Linked DNA regions of Bos taurus: region 1 is linked to region 2. Evidence: chromatin contacts called from public Hi-C data. All regions are on one chromosome and are shown on one strand. The core of a region is the stretch at or near the end of the contact, and the rest is flanking DNA. Distances in the headings are between cores, read along the strand shown.

Region 1 (3,395 bases), core at 803-3,302, 270 kb after region 2:
TTCTTCGGCAGGTGCAGCTAACGGCCAGCTCCTCCCCAGGTTTCCCAACAGTTCCCCTTTTCCCTCCTTCTGTATTATGACTAAGCCTGGGTGAGTGCCCCCGCTCCTGGCAGGGTGATTTTGTGCTAGGAATAGAAAACTCAGCAGCAAAAACAAAACAAAAGCAAACAACGGAAAGCAAATTCAGCTCTCACTATCCAACTTGCTGTGGGTGAGAGACAGCATGGCAAGAAAGTAGCTAACAAAAACCCAAGAACCAAAAATTTCATCGGTCTGTCTGCCTAATCAATTGATTGGGAGAACAACATCCGTATTTGCTAATCATTGGGAGACATTTAACTGAACACACGTCCAAGCACATCTCTCCTGATTTGCTAACTGATCTTTGAGACCAAACCTCCTGAATCTAACTTTCCAAAGTCTAAATGCTGTTTGCAGTCTCGGGAGCAGAGGCTGTTAGCAAGCAGTAGAGTCCTTTGTGCTCTGACGACTTTTTGAGCCGTCAGGAAGTAGCTAAAACCGAACATACATCATCAAAAGTACTGTGTCACCACTTAAGGCAAATCGGACAGCCAGCCCAGAGCTTCCTTCTGCTGGACGGCGACACCCTGACTATGTGTTTCTCTTACCAGTGTGAGTTCTGATGTGTCCTTGCAGTAACCAGGGTCTGGAGAACGCCTTGCCGCAGATCTTGCAGACACAAGGTAAGGTGTGCGTCCGAATGTGCATCTTGAGGGCGCCCAGGCTCACGTATTCCTTGTCACAGTACTTACAGCTGAAGGATTTCCTGGACTGGGCGTCACAGTGCAGCTGCTTGTGTTTGCCCAGCCCTGAGAAGGTCGAATAGGTTTTATTGCATAAATTGCACTGAAATTTTTCAGCTTCGATGGCGTGGGGGTCTGAAAGCTTGGACTGTAGCCTTTCTTCTTCGTCGCTAATGGGGCTCTCGGAGCCGCTGTGGTCCTTGGATGAGGTGTCGGACGGAGGAGGGGGACTCACGCGCCCCAAGGATGCGGGGTATCCGGACAGAGGGGAGAGGCCAGCGGGCAGCGGGGCGTGGAAGGGAGAGGCGGTGGTCCACACGGCGATGGGGCTGTAGGCTCCCGACCTGAGGACCTCCGGCTGTGGGATGACAGGCACGGGGTAGCCCTCGTAGAGACACGGGGAGATAATCACTGCGGAGAGAGGAGAGGAGCGGGGCGTGAGACAGAGGGCACCGTGAAAGCGCAGAGAAGAGCCAGGCTGCACGCGCAGGGAACGAGGAGACAGACTCCCCAGGAGCAGTCAGGCGCTGGGAGGACATAAGTTTTCCGCCGCTGCTGCTCGCGGTCACTGCGCTTAAGGCTCATTTGTGCACCCCCCAATCCCTGGCCCCGCATACGAGCGAGTGTGGGGGGCTGCCCAGCCCTGCGACCAGCGAGCGCAGAGGGAAACCTACCCACTTTCTAAAGATACAGAAAAGTTCTCTTCCATCTTATGCGTGGGCTGCTTGCTTGGCTCACGCCGGTAAGTACAAGGATTGGCGTAAATCAAGCCTCTTTCTGGAGGAAAGGAGCCTTATTACATGAAAAAGGCAATAATTCAACGTTCACGCACTGCCTCACCCAGCTTCCACGTCCTCATTATGCAAGTATGTACACGCTGCGGAACGTGACGTCGCAAGAGCCCAGGGAAGTTCTCCTCGCCAGCTCAGAGTGTGGAAGTTTTGAATTAAACCCGAGCCCGAACGATCTGAGGAAGGACCGCTCTTTCGGGAGCAGACAGCCTGGGTGTCCTGCTCTTTAGTATCAAAGTCGAGCGGCGGCACACCCCTGTCGTTACCTATTTACAGACTGAGATGCGGACATCTGGCCTTCCCTTACCTGTGTGTGTGTCCAGCTCGCTGTAGTTGGGCTTCTTGGAGGCGTTGAAATGCTTCTTGACCAGGAAGGAGCGCGGCATCCTGGCGGCGGCGCGGGGCGCGGAGCGCTGGGCGCGGGGCGCGCGGTCCTACAGCATCTCTGCCCCGCAGGTGCGCGCGCGGCGCCGCCAGGTCGCGGGCTCCTCGCGGACTGAGCCCGCGGTGGCGGCGGGGAGGCCTTTTTTTCCTCTCTTTCGCGAGAAGGGTCCAATCACAGCCGAGAGGTTCAGATTTCAGCTCCTCCCTCTGGGCCAGCTGTGAGCAGAGGAGGAATCTGTTGTCAGACTAAATTATTCTGGTTCAAAATGGGCTGTGCCCCGGGCTTTCAGTGGAGAGGAAAAAAGTGCTTCAGTCTTTTCGGGAGAGGTCGTTTTCCTTCCTGAGCGCAGAGCCGGGCGTCCTTGCTCCGGGCGCGCTGGGTCCGCCGCCGGGCCTGGCTTTCAGGTGCGGGTTCCGCGCCGGCTGGGAAGGCTGGGCTCTGGGCTCCCGGAGCCTCGCGGCTTTGGAGAGCTTTGGCGCGCACAGGGACAGAGCAATTCACTCCTGGCTTTTGAAAAAGGAAGGTAGCGGCGAGGACAAAGCCCCAGTGAGTGAGCCGCGGGCCTGCAAGGGGGCAGCCCGGGTCGAGACCCGTCCGCTTCGCGCGCTGGGGATGCGCTTCGTGTCCCGGCGGCTGGGGGTAGGGGGGCGCTTCCTCGGGAAATAAAGCGGTCGTGTCACTTGTTAACATCGGGGCTTGAAAGAAGCGCTTTGTGGCCCCCGAAGGACCCACGTCCAGGGAGAAGCGGGACCCCAGGATGAGAGGGAAGGATGAACTAAGGTCCCTGTCGTGGGAATCTGGAACGCTCTCCCAGAGGCCTCTGAGAAGCGCTTCTATCTTATCATGCATCACTAGGTGGTTTGTTTTTTTTTTTTTTTTTTTAATGGAAAAAAGCGTGAATGGGCCCTTAGGGATAATAGTTTCAAACATTTATTTGCTTTTTGTGGTGCCTTTTTCAGTATAAAGTCACCGCATCATCTCTCTGCCACTCTCCTGTGTGGCGTTTTTAAGGAAAGGGTGCCTCCTCTGTAGCGCTTGGTTAAGTTTCTATACTAGCCGGGCAACTAGCAGAAACACCTTGATTTTGTGTACGGTATTGAGTCTAAAAATACACTAGAGTGGCTGGTTGTAAAAACGACATTTCAACCATGTTTTCAAGCATCTCTTCTCCTTTCCACCTCTTGCTTAAAAATTAAGGAAAGAACAAATTTGCAATCAGACCACTCTACCCTTGATTCGAACAGGTGCTAGGAGAAAAAAAAAAAAAAACAAGTGGAAAAATAACAGTTGAAGTCAAGACTTGCAAGAGGAAGGCGCATGTCTGGCACATAACTTCTTAATCTTGCGGTGAGGCGGCAGGGAGGGCGGGGCCCCAGCTGCCTCGCTATTGTGGAGGATCCCTTTACTTTCCTCCCAACAGTCACTGGTTCAAACACCAGAGAAAGGAATTTAGAT
Region 2 (3,543 bases), core at 226-2,725:
TTCTCCCTTAAATAAGGACATTTTCTTGATGTCTTGTTATGTAATAGTATGATGCGCTCATTACTGGCAGGCATGTAACTAGGACACACAGCAGTAGTAGTTCTCAGAGTGATTTGAAAAATGGTCCAGGGACTCTGGAAGCTGGACGCTGCAGATCACAGGTGTACGTGGGATGGTAGTTATACTTCCCAGGGACTCTCTTTCCTAAAGACTAGAAGCCCTTGGGAGAAGGCAATGGCACTCCACTCCAGAACTCTTGCCTGGAAAATCCCATTGATGGAGGAGCCTGGTGGGCTACAGTCCATGGGGTCACTAAGAGTCGGGCACGACTAAGCGACTTCACTTTCACTTTTCACTTTCATGCATTGGAGAAGGAAATGGCAACCCACTCCAGTGTTCTTGCCTGGAGAATCCCAGGGACAGGGGAGCCTGGTGGGCTGCCGTCTATGGGGTCGCACAGAGTCAGACACGACTGAAGCGACTTGGCAGCAGCAGCAGCTCTTGAGATCAGGGAAACTCAGACTCCAGGACACTATTTAGATTCAAGCACAAGCAGGTCAGTTCACAGTTGCAGACTGGCACTTTCCTGGGACATCACTCTGTGGTATATGAACACAGGAATTTCACCGTATACTGCTCCAAGTATCCATAAGTCACATAAGCAAGTTTCCTTAAAAAAAAAAAAAAAAAAACTTCTAAAATATTTTATTTTCTAAAAAATGAGATTTCTACATTTCTTGATTTTCTATGTTTGAATTGTGACTATGTGATTAATATTCTTATCCATATGGAGAAGTATTAATATCAAGAACACCCTCTGTGGTAACTGGGCACATGCACTTAAACTTCCTGCCACCCTAAGTAATAAATGTCTTTGCAAATGTAAACGGCGTGAAGCGTGTCCTAAGGCTCGGATTTACTTCCGCGTCTTCGCTCAGTGCTGTGACTCTGTCCTGGCGGAAGAGGCGCGGTCCTTGGCTCACATCGCAGCTGCATGTAGATATGCTGGTCCTTGCGATGGACGTCGCGCTGAGCGGGGGTGGGGGAGGAACTCAGCGCGCAGACCTGCGGACTGTGGAGCTGACCCTTCCTCCACGCGCCTGAGGGCCGCCTTTCCCGCCCCCAATCGCCCGCCCTGAGCCCAGCGCACCTGCCCGCCCACCCGCTGCATTCCCGGCTCGTGGCCGCGAAGCTGTTCTGCAAACAGGAGTTGGACTAAAAGCCAAACCCGCCCAGCAGCTCGAGACTCAGAGCACGGACCGCCCGCAGCCCCTTTTCCAGCAATCGGGGGGTTTGCTAGGCTGCATGCAGCGTTTCCGCGATTTCTTTCCTGCTCCTCGTACAGAAAACGTTTGTCAATCAGAGTGGGTACCGCCCGGGGCCGCCAGATGTCCCTGAGTCTAGCGGCTGCGCTGCGGGCCGCGGGCCGGCGAGGAGCTAGCGGGGCGGGGCTAGAGCGCTTCCCGCGCGGCTCCACGAATGGATGTGCCAGGGGACCGAGTGTTGGGCTCACGCGCCCTGCGTGCCCCCGCACTTGCCCGCGCCCCGCCCCTGCCCGCCCCTCACCTGCCCGCGCTTCTGCACCTGCAGCTGCAGCGCACCGCACCTCACCTGCCCCTTGCGCCCTGAGGCCACACCTGCGCATTGGAGTCCCGCCTCCAGTTTCCGCTTTGCGGGAAGGAAACGCAGGGACAGAGTTAGGAAACGACGGGGCTGGCTCTTCCTCCCGACCCGGGAGGCCGAGTGCTCGGTGCCCCCGCGGGGTCTTGGACCCGTCCTGGGGTGGATGCAGTGAAAGGGGAGGCTGAGAAGCCACAACTGACGTCACACAACTGACGTCACACAACTGCGGGAGGCACCTGCCCCAAGGGAAACCTTGGAAGAAATGTCTTTTGGAAACACGTTCCTTTGAGACAGAGGTGGGGTGTTCAGGGAAGATTGCGGTTTCCCTGGCTGGTTGCAGGGGTGGCATGGGCCGGGGCTTGAATTAATTTTTCTGATAATTTTTAGAAGTATTTCTTGAGTGTTACACCTTTCTGTAGTGTTACACAGTTTTAGTATTTGTTCTTGTTGTGTACACAGGAACACCTGCAGTTACTACTGGAAGCAGTTGTTTGTGTGGGAGAGATAACATTCATGTTCGTCCAGCCGTGTTAGAAGGCTTGGAGCTGCTGGGGTGGCCAGAGATGGCGATGATGGTAAAGCAGCAGGTCTGCATGTCCACCCATGCACGCTCCCTGTGTCCAGGCCCCGACAGTGGCGAGGAAGCCTGTCAGCATGGCTTGGCTGGTGTGGCTTTTTGCTTTGTGAAGAGGCCTTTGCTGAAAGGAAGGTGACCCTTTTCTCCTGCCTGCCCAGCTGGGAGCAGCTGGCCCTTGGGCTCACGAGGGTTCTTTCTCCCAGGGGCACATGTGGGCAGACTCCCTATTTTCCTTTCTTGCTTGAAGGAGTTGGGCCTATCACAGGACGACCAGTGTCTGGGCTGTGATATGATGGTCTAAGTGGCCAGGGCAGAGAGAGTGCCCCAAGGAAAGGTGGCCCTGGGAAGGCTCCGGGAGTGGCTCCCCACACGGGGGAGCCGCAGGAGCGGGGCTCAGGGGTGAGTGAGTGTGGGGTGGTAGCCACTCACCAGATGGCACCTGAGGCTGCAGACCTCTGGTGCCCGAAGCAGACCAAGTGGTGGGCCTCCGTGGACTCTGCCTTCTGTGGGAAGAGACCCTTAAGCCATGCAGGTAATGATGGTGAGAAAAGCTGGGGAGAGATGAACCGGGAAGGGGGCCAGTGTGGGGCACCGGTCAGGGACAGTTTTCCTGTGGGATGTGAGGGAGTTCGTCATGGAGGTGGCCTTGGGACCATGTGGCCCAGACGCGGAGGCAGGAGCACACTGGTGTCCCTGGGGGACCACAGGAGGAGGCGGGAAAGCTGCCCTGGTGGCCATGAGCTTGCTGTGGCAGAGGCTTGCTGGCTGTGACCATGGTGAGATGGGCTTCAGCCAAGGCCTGTGATGTTCTTGTTCCAGCTTTAAAACGTTAAAGTCATATTGAAAACAGACAAGGAGACAGAGGCTGTGGACGCCTACAGGGAGACTGTGGAGGCTGACAAGGAGGCTGTGGCGACAGCCTGGGTGTGAGATGGTCCAACCGGAAGGTGGGGTGGTGCTGAGGTGTGGTGATGGTCATTATCCAGCCAGATGGGGACTGAATGTGGCAGGAGACAGCTGTGGGCTGGGCCTGGCAGAACCAACTTGAGAGGGTGGGTTGTCAGAGACCCACGAGCTCTGTCCCCAGAGGTTGAGCACCGGTGGTTTGAATTGGTCCATAGTGGGAGCATTTACACCACAGAAATGAACAAATCCACAAATCCAGACTCTTTCCTCTTGACCGACGGGCTCCTCGCCCATCGTGGGATCAGAGGACGGGCTGGGTGGCCACCCAGGACTGCAGTGACCAGAGGGGCAAGGCTGAGGAGCACACAGACTGGGGGGCTCAGGGGATGAAGGTAGTCCTTCACAGGATAACCACGCTTCCCATGCAGGGGGATCCC

Evidence for each region. Hi-C and Micro-C count contacts between places; a contact is called where the count stands out from the background.
Region 1: a Hi-C map of skeletal muscle shows a contact between it and region 2, with 5 times the contacts expected there. A contact is called at or near these places in 2 of 11 Hi-C or Micro-C datasets (liver and skeletal muscle).

What each region holds. Positions count from the first base shown.
Region 1 is chr14:19,942,964-19,946,358 of ARS-UCD2.0, forward strand. It overlaps SNAI2 (snail family transcriptional repressor 2), which reads right to left and starts at 2,053. Exons shown (of 3, transcript NM_001034538.2): 1 at 1,863-2,053; 2 at 630-1,175. The coding sequence starts at 1,941.
Region 2 is chr14:19,673,131-19,676,673 of ARS-UCD2.0, forward strand. No RefSeq gene overlaps it. Among named protein-coding and RNA genes, the nearest start is that of UBE2V2, 82 kb to the left of the region's middle.